Regions from separate parts of the Canis lupus genome. Here region 2 is linked to region 1. A link is a contact called in public Hi-C data. All regions are on one chromosome and are shown on one strand. The core of a region is the stretch at or near the end of the contact, and the rest is flanking DNA. Distances in the headings are between cores, read along the strand shown.

The links. Hi-C and Micro-C count contacts between places; a contact is called where the count stands out from the background.
Region 2: a contact with region 1 is called in a Hi-C map of amygdala, with 3 times the contacts expected there. The contact joins two enhancer-like sites. A contact is called at or near these places in 3 of 9 Hi-C or Micro-C datasets (amygdala, blood and skin fibroblasts).

The regions. Positions count from the first base shown.
Region 1 is chr3:25,412,130-25,417,038 of UU_Cfam_GSD_1.0, reverse strand. ATG10 (ubiquitin-like-conjugating enzyme ATG10) reads left to right here. Exons shown (of 8, transcript XM_038532420.1): 4 at 998-1,136. Among named protein-coding and RNA genes, the nearest start is that of RPS23, 90 kb to the right of the region's middle. Within about 2 kb of position 1,683, at least 9 of the 20 cell types and tissues checked have an H3K27ac peak or open chromatin away from gene starts, as enhancers often do.
Region 2 is chr3:25,632,599-25,637,983 of UU_Cfam_GSD_1.0, reverse strand. No RefSeq gene overlaps it. Among named protein-coding and RNA genes, the nearest start is that of ATG10, 83 kb to the right of the region's middle. Within about 2 kb of position 3,338, at least 11 of the 20 cell types and tissues checked have an H3K27ac peak or open chromatin away from gene starts, as enhancers often do.

The DNA of each region.
Region 1 (4,909 bases), core at 434-2,933:
TCTGTGGCTTTACTTATCTCCACAGGAAACCTTATTTCATATTGATAAAGTTTGAAATCTTTCCTGTAACTCTTTCCAATTGTTCATTGTTGTTACTGCTTTAATGAGAGGTAGAAATGAGCCAAACCAACCTGCTTTTCTTTTACTTAATTTAATTTCAAAGGAAATTCTTCAACTCAAATAAATGAGTGTGGATGAACCTAGCTTCTGGCTCAACATGTCCAATTAATTGCTTCCAAACATTAAGATAAATTCCTCAGAAACACCCACAAATAATAATAATAAAAAATCCACCAGTAAAGAATGATTAGTGAGAAGTGAACTGGCTATAACCATCTTTGCTTACAAAAACCGTGTTTAAGTTGGCATTAATATTTGCCATCTATTATAAATATCAAGATTTATTGTAGAAATATACCACAGATAGCACAATAATAAAGAAAACAGACTCATATCAGGTTTTGAAATGTACCTAACAAACTCAACCTCTTGCACAATAACTTTCTTATTCAAAATGGAACTGGGAATTGTTCAGCACACAATGAATCATCTTTTGGCAAGTACAATAGAATCTTCAGGGACATTTCACAGCCTCTTGTTCAATTGTTAGGATGTTTTTAGCTTTCACAGGTAGGGAAGAAGGTAGCTTGTATAGCCATCGTCTTGTTGCTAAAATTGTAAAGATTTTTCAGTGTTGCTGTTGCAATAGATCTTTTGCTTTTTTTTTCCCTTCCTGTTTCTTTACCCAGAGCTGCTTTGTCTCTCAAAAACAATCTGGAATTACTTAATGCTAATGTTTTCTGGTTTTACTATTTACCCAGGACTCAAACGTTAAACATTAATGTTGGAAACTCCCTTTTCCTTACCTCATAGTCCTATATTTATTTAACTGTTATTTTGCCAGAAGAAATCCTCCTCTTTCTCTTTCTGTGTTAATGTCCATTTTTAAAAATTTTAACTGATAAACACATTTTATTTTTGCTTTGCTCTTTTTCAGGAGGCTTTAGAATTACCCCTGGATGATTTTGAAAAGACTGAGACCACAACGGGAAGCGAAGTGATTAAATATGAGTATCATGTCTTGTACTCCTGTAGCTACCAAGTGCCTGTGCTTTACTTTAGGGCAAGCTTTTTAGGTAAGACCATGTCGCCTGCTAAATGGAAATTCATAACATTTACATATAAGGCAGAAAGCAGATTTAGAAAATTATTCTTGAGAGAAAAAAAATAGAGTTAAAAATAAGAAAACTGTGGGTGAGGTAAGGTTTTACCAGTAAATTTTCTCATGCTTTAGAAAGAGTATCAAGACTTCAGAGTGAATGATATCATCCCAGCCTTAAGTCTGATCTTCAGATTCTTGGCCTCCTGCCCAACGTTGACTAAGCCCCCTGGCCCTTTCTCTTTTCCTTAAACAAGTAGGAACAACTTAAAGCTACAATGTTTATGTACTTGTAACTTTACAGTAAAAATTTCTTTCAGTCTTAAGCAATTCTGCTAACTCAAAAGCCCCCATGCTTCCTTCCCCAAATGCTAATAATTATTTTGAGAACTGTTTATCAATTAGTTCAAGCTATATTTAAAAATAGCACTAACATTTCCTTCGGCCATCTATACATCTCCACTGCCGGAGCTTCCTGCCATGCTGTTACTCAACTCATTCCCCTTGCCAAGAAGGTGGAACACCCTGTCTCCTCTGAGGCCTTGGCTAATAAAGCTTATTTAATCAGCAGCCACATGGAGTTCTTACCCTCTAGGGCAGCAGTGACTCCCCTTCTATTCCTCTGACTAAACCGGGTCAGCACTGCAAGGCCTTGCCCCCCTGGGCTTGGGGAGGGAGAGGAACTGCTTCCCCAGCTCACCCCCTACCCTATTTCTCATTTCTCCTTTTCTATCTGGCCTTATCAGCAGCATTTTGCATTTTGAACAGCCTTCTAACTTTTCTGGATAGCTAAGACATCTGAATTTAGCCAGTGATATTTTATTTTTAATTAAAAAGTAGCTTAAGCTGCTTTGAATGTGTATTTGGTAGATTTAATCACTTGCTGCCTTATATTGTTTAATGGTCTCTAATTTTGCAGTGTTGGCGGTTTAGCAAGCACTTAGGATTTAAAACACAAGAACAAATTCTCATAGACTCCCTGGTGAGAAGATTTTAATCTGAGGTGCAGTTCCTAAGAACTGACAATTTGGGGTAAATTTTCAACATGGGACTTGGGGAATTGAGGACACTGATAGTTACTAATTCACGAACTCTTGCTGCAGATTTATCCATATGATTATTATAGGCCTTAGAAACACTCACTTTATTGTTGTAATTCTCTTTGGTTTGAAGCCCAGAGGTTAAAGGAGGTTTGTTGTCAGTGAACTTTGTTATACTAAAAAGTAGAAGGGGATATATTTGTTTACCATGGGGGAGGGAAATATTTCTCTTGGATTTGGTTTGCAGTGGCTCTACCTAGTATCTTTCTAGATTCAAAGACATATCAAGGCTGCAGGTAGAGGAAATAGGACACTACTTCTTCAATACTGTACTTTCATATAATTAGTATGCACCATAAGCAGTTAATCACCAGAGAAGAGCTCCCAGAGACAAAACAAGTTGTTTAGCTTGTCAGCATTAGGGAATCGGAGGTGTTGAAACATGACTGCTTCTAGCTGGAAGTGGGTCTTGCCTAGGCTGGTAGATGAGCTCATACGTGTACTTTGCTCTTATGTGCCAACAGCTCCCCTTACAGTACAGCACAGTAATTGTTCCTGCAAGTCCAATTATATTTTAATGAAATTTGTAGACTTCCTAAGATCTTTTCTTTATGATGGTTTTCTATTTCTTAAATAATAATAATAATAAACAAATACTCCACTAGCTTTCTTGGATCCTATCTATATACTTGTAAGACACCTTTTATTTATGCTTAATAAAAGAAAACTAAAATGAGCTACTTATTTTATGTGGCAGCCTTCCTTGTTCCTCCTTCCCCGTTCTGTGTTGTATGGAATGAGCATTAGGATTTTTCAAATTCCAGAATTCATTTGGTATTTATTCAGGTACATTAAAATATCTAATTTAATTTGTCAAAGCATACTGAATGTTTTCTTGTGGAGAAATATGAAAAATGGTTCTTTCTTTTATCATATCCTAAGAATTTCTTTTCTCTTTTCTACTAACTTAACCTAATGGGTGTTCAAAAAAATGTTTCGCCCTTTACTCTAGTCATAATTTTTCATTTATTCCCCTTTTTCTGTGATATCTGATTACTCTGGCTCTCCATCTGTTTGTTAACCAGATCTCTGTCAGTGTGGATTCCTAACATCTTCCTCTTACTCCAGGTCCAGATTTTTCTTTGTCTTATTCTAACAGAGTTCCGACCTAGAAAGAGGATGATTATAAAATTTCTTGCTCAGGGGTCTTTTTTGTTGCTTCAGAAATAGTTCACTTAGCCCTGTTTTTGACAGATATTTAGAATTTCTTTTGCATTTGGTTGTTAGTAAAAATTAGTTGCTCTGCTCTGCATTTTCTTCTGCTACCTTTTTTTTTTAAGTAAAGCAATTAGTAATAGTAGTTCCCATTTAAATTGACATGATCTTTTCTTTTATCAGCTGGTTTAGATTCTAGAAGAAATATTTATTGTGTTTCTTAAAATACAAATCCATTGGATTGTGATTACTTCTTATTCCTCTATATTGGCCAGTGTCCACCAGGCATACTGTTGCCTAGGATTCAGCTAACATGGCACATGCTTTTGTCACTCCCATGTCATATCATATCACAGCACATCATTTCACATCATATCATATGTAATATCACAGTATTACAGAATTGTTTGTCCCCTATAAAATGGTAAGTGAGAAAATAGAGCTGTAAGGTAAAAAAGAGGGAGGAAGGAAATTAATAGTGAGTACCTACAGCCTACAAAGTAATAAGCCTTACTCATGGCAGTGTGTGTGTGTGTGTGTGTGTGTGTGTGTGTGAGAGAGAGAGAGAGAGAGAGAGAGAGAGAGAGAGAGAAAGAGAGACAGAGACAGAGAATAATAAGTATGTGACATTTGTTATTTGTCTTATTCATTTTGACACCCACAGTATCAACTGTGATACAGTTTCAGCAAGTATTTATTGAATTAATCAATGATGAGGGATTTCTAACCATTTCTGCATACAACCCAAAGATGGAAACATTGTGATAGTGCCTGATTTTTAAATTGCAGAACTGCTCTGATAGGTTATAAGGAAGATGTACAAGAGTGGTGTTGTTGTCTCCGGGAAACTCAGGACCCAAAACATGTATGTGCCTTTACTCTTTAGTTTGATCCTTCTCATACATTGCAGAAGTGGTTGACTAAGGAAAATGGAAAATCTTGAGTACTCAAAGACTGGGCATCTAAACTAGCTGAGTAGCTGCTCCACTTCTGTAAACACGTATTTTTGTTGGATCCTTGAAGGCACACAGCCAAATTGTGATAGCATTCTGCTGCTGAGTACCTCTCATTCCTACTACTTGGACGTTTAGGACCTGGGTTCCCTAGGGGGTAACATGGATATAAGAAGAGAAATAAATCCTTTCCTGTATTATTTTTTCCCCTAATTACTTTTGTCATTTGAAATTTGGAAGAAGTAGTGGAACACAATACCATTTGTTACCCAGCAGTGGGTAAGACATAACTACATTCCTGTGAAATAGTAATAAATAGCCTATATTTGGATAGTGCTTAGTAGTTTATGAGTCCATTCTCACAAAATACTGCCATCTTCAGTGCTCACTGTATCCATCCACCCAACTATTTTTGAAGCATGCTATTTTAAAGAAGAGTATTTGTATCATGCAAAAGGCTTTGTCTATTGCCCATGATTCCAGCACCTTTTTATGTCCTATTTTTCCTTTTTGAGAGCTTGGTTTTGGTAAAGGCTGGTGGC
Region 2 (5,385 bases), core at 2,089-4,588, 220 kb before region 1:
CTGCTAATGAAAACGTAGGTTTTGAATTTCATGCTAATTACCTTTTTAAATAATGAGGTTTGTGAAATTATTTTTTATTTAAAGGCAAAATATCTGCATAGATAATGGCCAAAGCTAACCAAACTGCTTTAAAAATTAATGAATATTAATGAAGTTCATGAATAGCACAATACTGCCCCTGCCTGCCTTAGGAAAACAAATGTATTGACTTCATTCTCCTAAAATAACAACCCTTAGTTACTGATAGTTAAAATAATTTTGTTGCTAAAAGCTTGTACATAGTGCAGTTTTTTTTTGCAATTAATAAGACTTGGCCTTGTTTACTAGACTTATATCTCTTCCCAATAACTAAGCATATTTTATCTTTTTACATATCTGAATGCTATTTCTTTTTATTCATTTGCCACCGCATGACGTTTCGTTATCATTTTCCTAAGTTCCCCTCCCCTGTCATTTCAGTAGCTCACATGAATGACTTAGGAATTTCAGGCCTTCATACATATTTGGTACATAGATAATGGCATCATTAGTCAGCACTTCCATTCATCTAAATTCGTCTAAGCATATTGGAAGCTGCTCATGACATTTTGCAATGAAAGTGACAAATGGATGTCAATCAAGTGGCCGTGCCCATTTCACCCTTATTTTGTGTGATGTGTAAATGTTTATGTATATTTCTTCAATATAGGCTATTTTTTGATCTGGATGTGTGCCTGCTAAGGCAAGTTTCCCAGGCAGATCATTGGTTGGCATTAGACTAAATTTGCAAAATTTAACAAATGAATGACAAAAGAAAAGAAATAGCATATACAATTAAATGATGGGATCCACTTCTATAAGATAAATAATTTTTGATGCTCTAAATTTCTAAGATTCTACAGTTTTACTTCAAATGAATTTGTAATGAGAAAGGTAAAAATCATTCAAGTAAGCCAGCAAATTTGGGTCAAAATGAAAGCAGCTCTGAGAGAGAAAGAGAGAGATGTTTCTGCTTCCCATAGGGCTGGTTGGAGTTTTCTATTAAAAAAAAAAAATATATATATATATATATGTATATAGATATATATATATATACAAACACACGTATAAATATACATATATACATGTTTAAATATACACACACACTGTATTATACTCTAGTGTCCTACTTCCCTTTTCCTCCTTTGTTTTTAATAACCAGTCCAATCTCTAGTGTTATATGCTAAGTGAATGTGCTTATTAGAACTTAATGCCAGTTTTAATCAAGATTACTTTGCACTTGAAAATCTTTCGCTGTTTTATAACCTGTAACATGTTTTTACATGTTTAGGAGTGCTGCTGCTGCAGTAAAAATTCTGTGTTGATAGTATAATGAGTTTATGTGTTTAGCCAAAAAGTGCAGTATGCTAAATTAGTAAAGATTCTAAAATCCTAATGCTTTAGTAAACCTTTGATAACAATTGTAGCTTTATGGATAAAAAATCTTTTTAATATTTTAATACCACATAGAAGTATAGTTGTTGTTTTTTTCCTAAAGTTGTTATGGAATTTTTTGTCCGGCAGCCTGGGTGGCTCAGCGGTTTAGCGCCGCCTTCAGACCAGGGCCTGGTCCTGGAGACCGAGGATCGAGTCCCATGTCGGGATCCCTGCACTGGGCCTGCTTCTCCCTCTGCCTGTGTCTCCACCTCTCTCTCTCTCTTTCTCTCTCTCTCTCTCTCTGTGTCTCATGAACAAATAAATAAAATTAAAAAAAAAAAAAAGAATTTCTTTGCCCATAAGGAATATTAAAGAAAAGTTTATCATTTGAAGTTATTTTATTTGGAAATGCTTTGGAGTGAAGCTAATCTTTATACCCAAGATTACAGATTACAATTTCACTTACCATTATCCATGGCAGGATGTTTAATTTTACTCCTGTGAGCCAAAGAATTTTTAGTGACTTTTTTAAAGTGGAATGTAGAAAGTAGGTCCAGCTCATTGTGAATGTGGGAATTTGATAAATCATGCTTGAAATGACCATTTTACTCTATGACTTGTTGTATAATGGGTAGATGTGAAAAAAAAGTTACCGACTCAACTGTGAGTTTAGGGTTTAGAATATCTTTTGATTGTAGCTAAGTCAGAGTCATCATGACAATTCCATTTAGCATTCAATAGGTTCTTGGGTCCACCAGTGCTTTTTGTTCCAAATTTCTGTATATAGAGGTACAAATCAGTTTTTTCTAACTGCCTTTTCCACAAACTAAACTTGCTTTCTAAAAATCAGACAGGGCATCTTTTTCTGTTTACATATGGGAACAAAGAATCTTGAATTAGAAAAAAAAATATTGGCTCTCTTATGATTTTGGATGCAAAGTAATATATATATAAATAAATAAATATATATTTATATCAAAGGGCTAACTGCCTTTTTTAGGAGGAAAGAAGAAGACTTGGTTTTGTTAATAAACAATACTAACTCAGCTTGAACTACGATTGGGAATTAGATATGGAAAGGTCCAAGCTGTTCCGACTTAAATTTTCAGATATGTAACATATGTGATGACCACCCACCTAGTGGTTAAATAATGTTTACTTTCCTACAATTTCCTGAGCCCACTTGACTTTGGAGACTTAAATATGGCATAAATCTCTGTGCTCAGGCGCCTGGTGTGGGAACTCTGAAGTAGCAGGAGCCTCCAGCCTTGACTCTAGTTCCTATCAGCCTGTGTTCCAAGTCCATGGTTTGTTCTCCATCGCACACTTGACTCTTCTCTCCCTGTAGGCTCTCGCCCTTTGGTGTGCCCCCATTGGGCCTGTCTGGGGCCCCCAGAAGGCAGCTACTGAATGGCTGTATGACATCCTAGGGGTATAGTTTCACAGGTTCAGCCTCACCTACAAGCTCTGTAAGGCTAAAATTAGCCAGCTTCCACCCCCCACTTTCAAAAAGCTATATTTAGCCAAAGGATCTTAAAGATGAAGAAACTCTACAAGAGGCCTGTAAGCTGAGGCTGCATTCAGCTTCTGGTTCCCGAAGAATCCACAGTCCAGAGCCCAGAGGCCCTTTAAAATGTTTTTTGATCTCAGGGGGGCTGGAATTTAGGAATTCCTAAATGCCTGTAAAAATCCCACACCCTTCCTTCTCATTTAGCCAGTGCTTGCAACCACACTGAGCCCATTGCCTTAACAAGGACATGAAGAAGCTTTTGGGTAGGCTTGGAAAAATGACAGGGATGAATGTTTCTCATCCCACTGTTCCAAGGAGAAGACTGGAGGACAGGCGGCTGAAGGGACAGATACCGGTGCAGACACTTGACAACTCCTGGGCAGAGGGCCAAACACTGGGCCAAGCACTGGGCGAGGCTCCAGAGGCCGGGCCCATGCCCAGGGCACTCAGTGGTTTAAAGCTGGCACAAAAAGAACACTCCTGCCGGCAGGAAACTGAGTTGAACAGATTGGGAAAGAGCAAAAACAGGCTGCCCAGGAGGCTGTCTCCCAGGCCTACAGTTTCTAGTTGTCAGTGGCAACCCAGGAGAGAACAGACTCTGGCTTTCCTCCTGCCTGGGGGGCTGGTGGAGCATGCAGTGCACAAGGACCAGCACAGGAAGGCACAGAGGAGAGGTTTGGCACATTCCTGCTGGAGAGAAACCCTTCAGCAAGTCAGAATTCCCAGGCCAGCTTGGTCTTGGCTCTGAGAGGAAGTCCTGACGCTTTATAATTTCTGTAAAATACTAGAACTTCCTTGCCCCAGAATTTACTTCAAGAAGTTTCGTTGAGAGGGTAAGGTGAAGAGCACGGTTTTCTCAGCCTCTAATTTCATTTCTTTTATGTAATGCTTACTGTGTTGTTGTCTTTTTTATTTTTTTATGATAGTCACAGAGAGAGAGAGAGAGAGGCAGAGACACAGGCAGAGGGAGAAGCAGGCTCCATGCACCGGGAGCCCGACGTGGGATTCGATCCCGGGTCTCCAGGATCGCGCCCTGGGCCAAAGGCAGGCGCTAAACTGCTGCGCCACTCAGGGATCCTGCTCACTGTGTTTATAAGAAAAAAGAAACATGGAAGACTGGGATCAATTCCCCTCCTGTTGCGATAGGATCCTCCTATTTTTGATGTGTTAAACCAGGACAGCTATTTCTTAAGGGCTAAAACTCGCTTAATCACTGCCACTTCCCTACTCCGAGAGGAAGGCAAAATAGTTCTGAGTTTTATTAAAGAATGCTGGGTGCTAAGGAATCCAGGCATTGTGTTGATGCCAAAAGGAGAAGAAAGAGAATGAAGCTACAAATTTGCAGAAATCCAAACGGGCTTCGGGTCAATAGCAGGGGATTTCAGCCAGTGGCTCATATAATTAACAGAAAAAACAAAAACACATTTTCCCCCCTTCTCTCCTTGAGTAAGACATGACAGTAAAACTCACTAGTCACCTCAGACCTCCTGAACCCGCGTCTTTAGGTGTGCATGGGAGAGTGTGTTTGGGAATCTGAAGCTTCAGCAAGTTTCACAAGTGGTTTTTATACATGCTGAATTTGAGAACCACAGCCATAGAGCTCAAGAATAATGTCATCCTTCTGTTATCCCCAATCATGAAGGTACATGAGGATTTTTACTTACTTTTCTAAGTGCTTAGATAAGTATCCCTATTTTACAGATGAAGAAGCTTGGCCATAGAGAGGTCAGACAGCTTTTCCAAAGTCAAGATGAGGGGCAGAGCCGGGTTTCAAACACAAGCTTGTGGCATTACAGTCCCTTCTGATCACTCTGCTCTGGGCAAGCTATATCATCTCTATAAAATTTGGTTTTCTTGTGGCTACCATGGGGACAAAACCTACTTCAGGAAGGTGTGAGGGCTAGATATTGATGTAAGTAAAGCTCATGTCCCTCAATAAATGATTGTCCTTACCAAGTAATGAAGTACTTGGTACCAAGTACCAAATCAAATAATGGGTAATCCAAAAGTACCATTACCCAAATCACATAATGGGTAATCCATACAGAGATAACCAGTAATTGACTAGATTTTCTGAATCAGCTTCATAGTTATATTTTATTTCACCTGCACACCTACTCATACTTTTTTGTATAAGAAAGTCATCTCCTGGTCTCTATCCAGTGCTCTGATTTGGGACTACGATACATGAGAGGTGAACAAACCACAGAAAGTCTAGAATCTATTGCTGGATTTTCTAATGCCAGTCTGGATGGAATCTAAAAATCATTTCCAAATACCCAAGATAACTGGCTGAATTTTTCTTGACTAATGTATACAACATCTAAGGAAAATGTCTTAAAGCTGCTCTGATGCCACATGGCATTTCCAAAGCTTTGAAGTCCATTTTAAGAAATCGATTTGGTTACATCATTGCTTTATTAAGGCCATAAAGTCTGTCTACCTTGCCTGGTTCATCTCCCTAGACAGATTTTCCGACA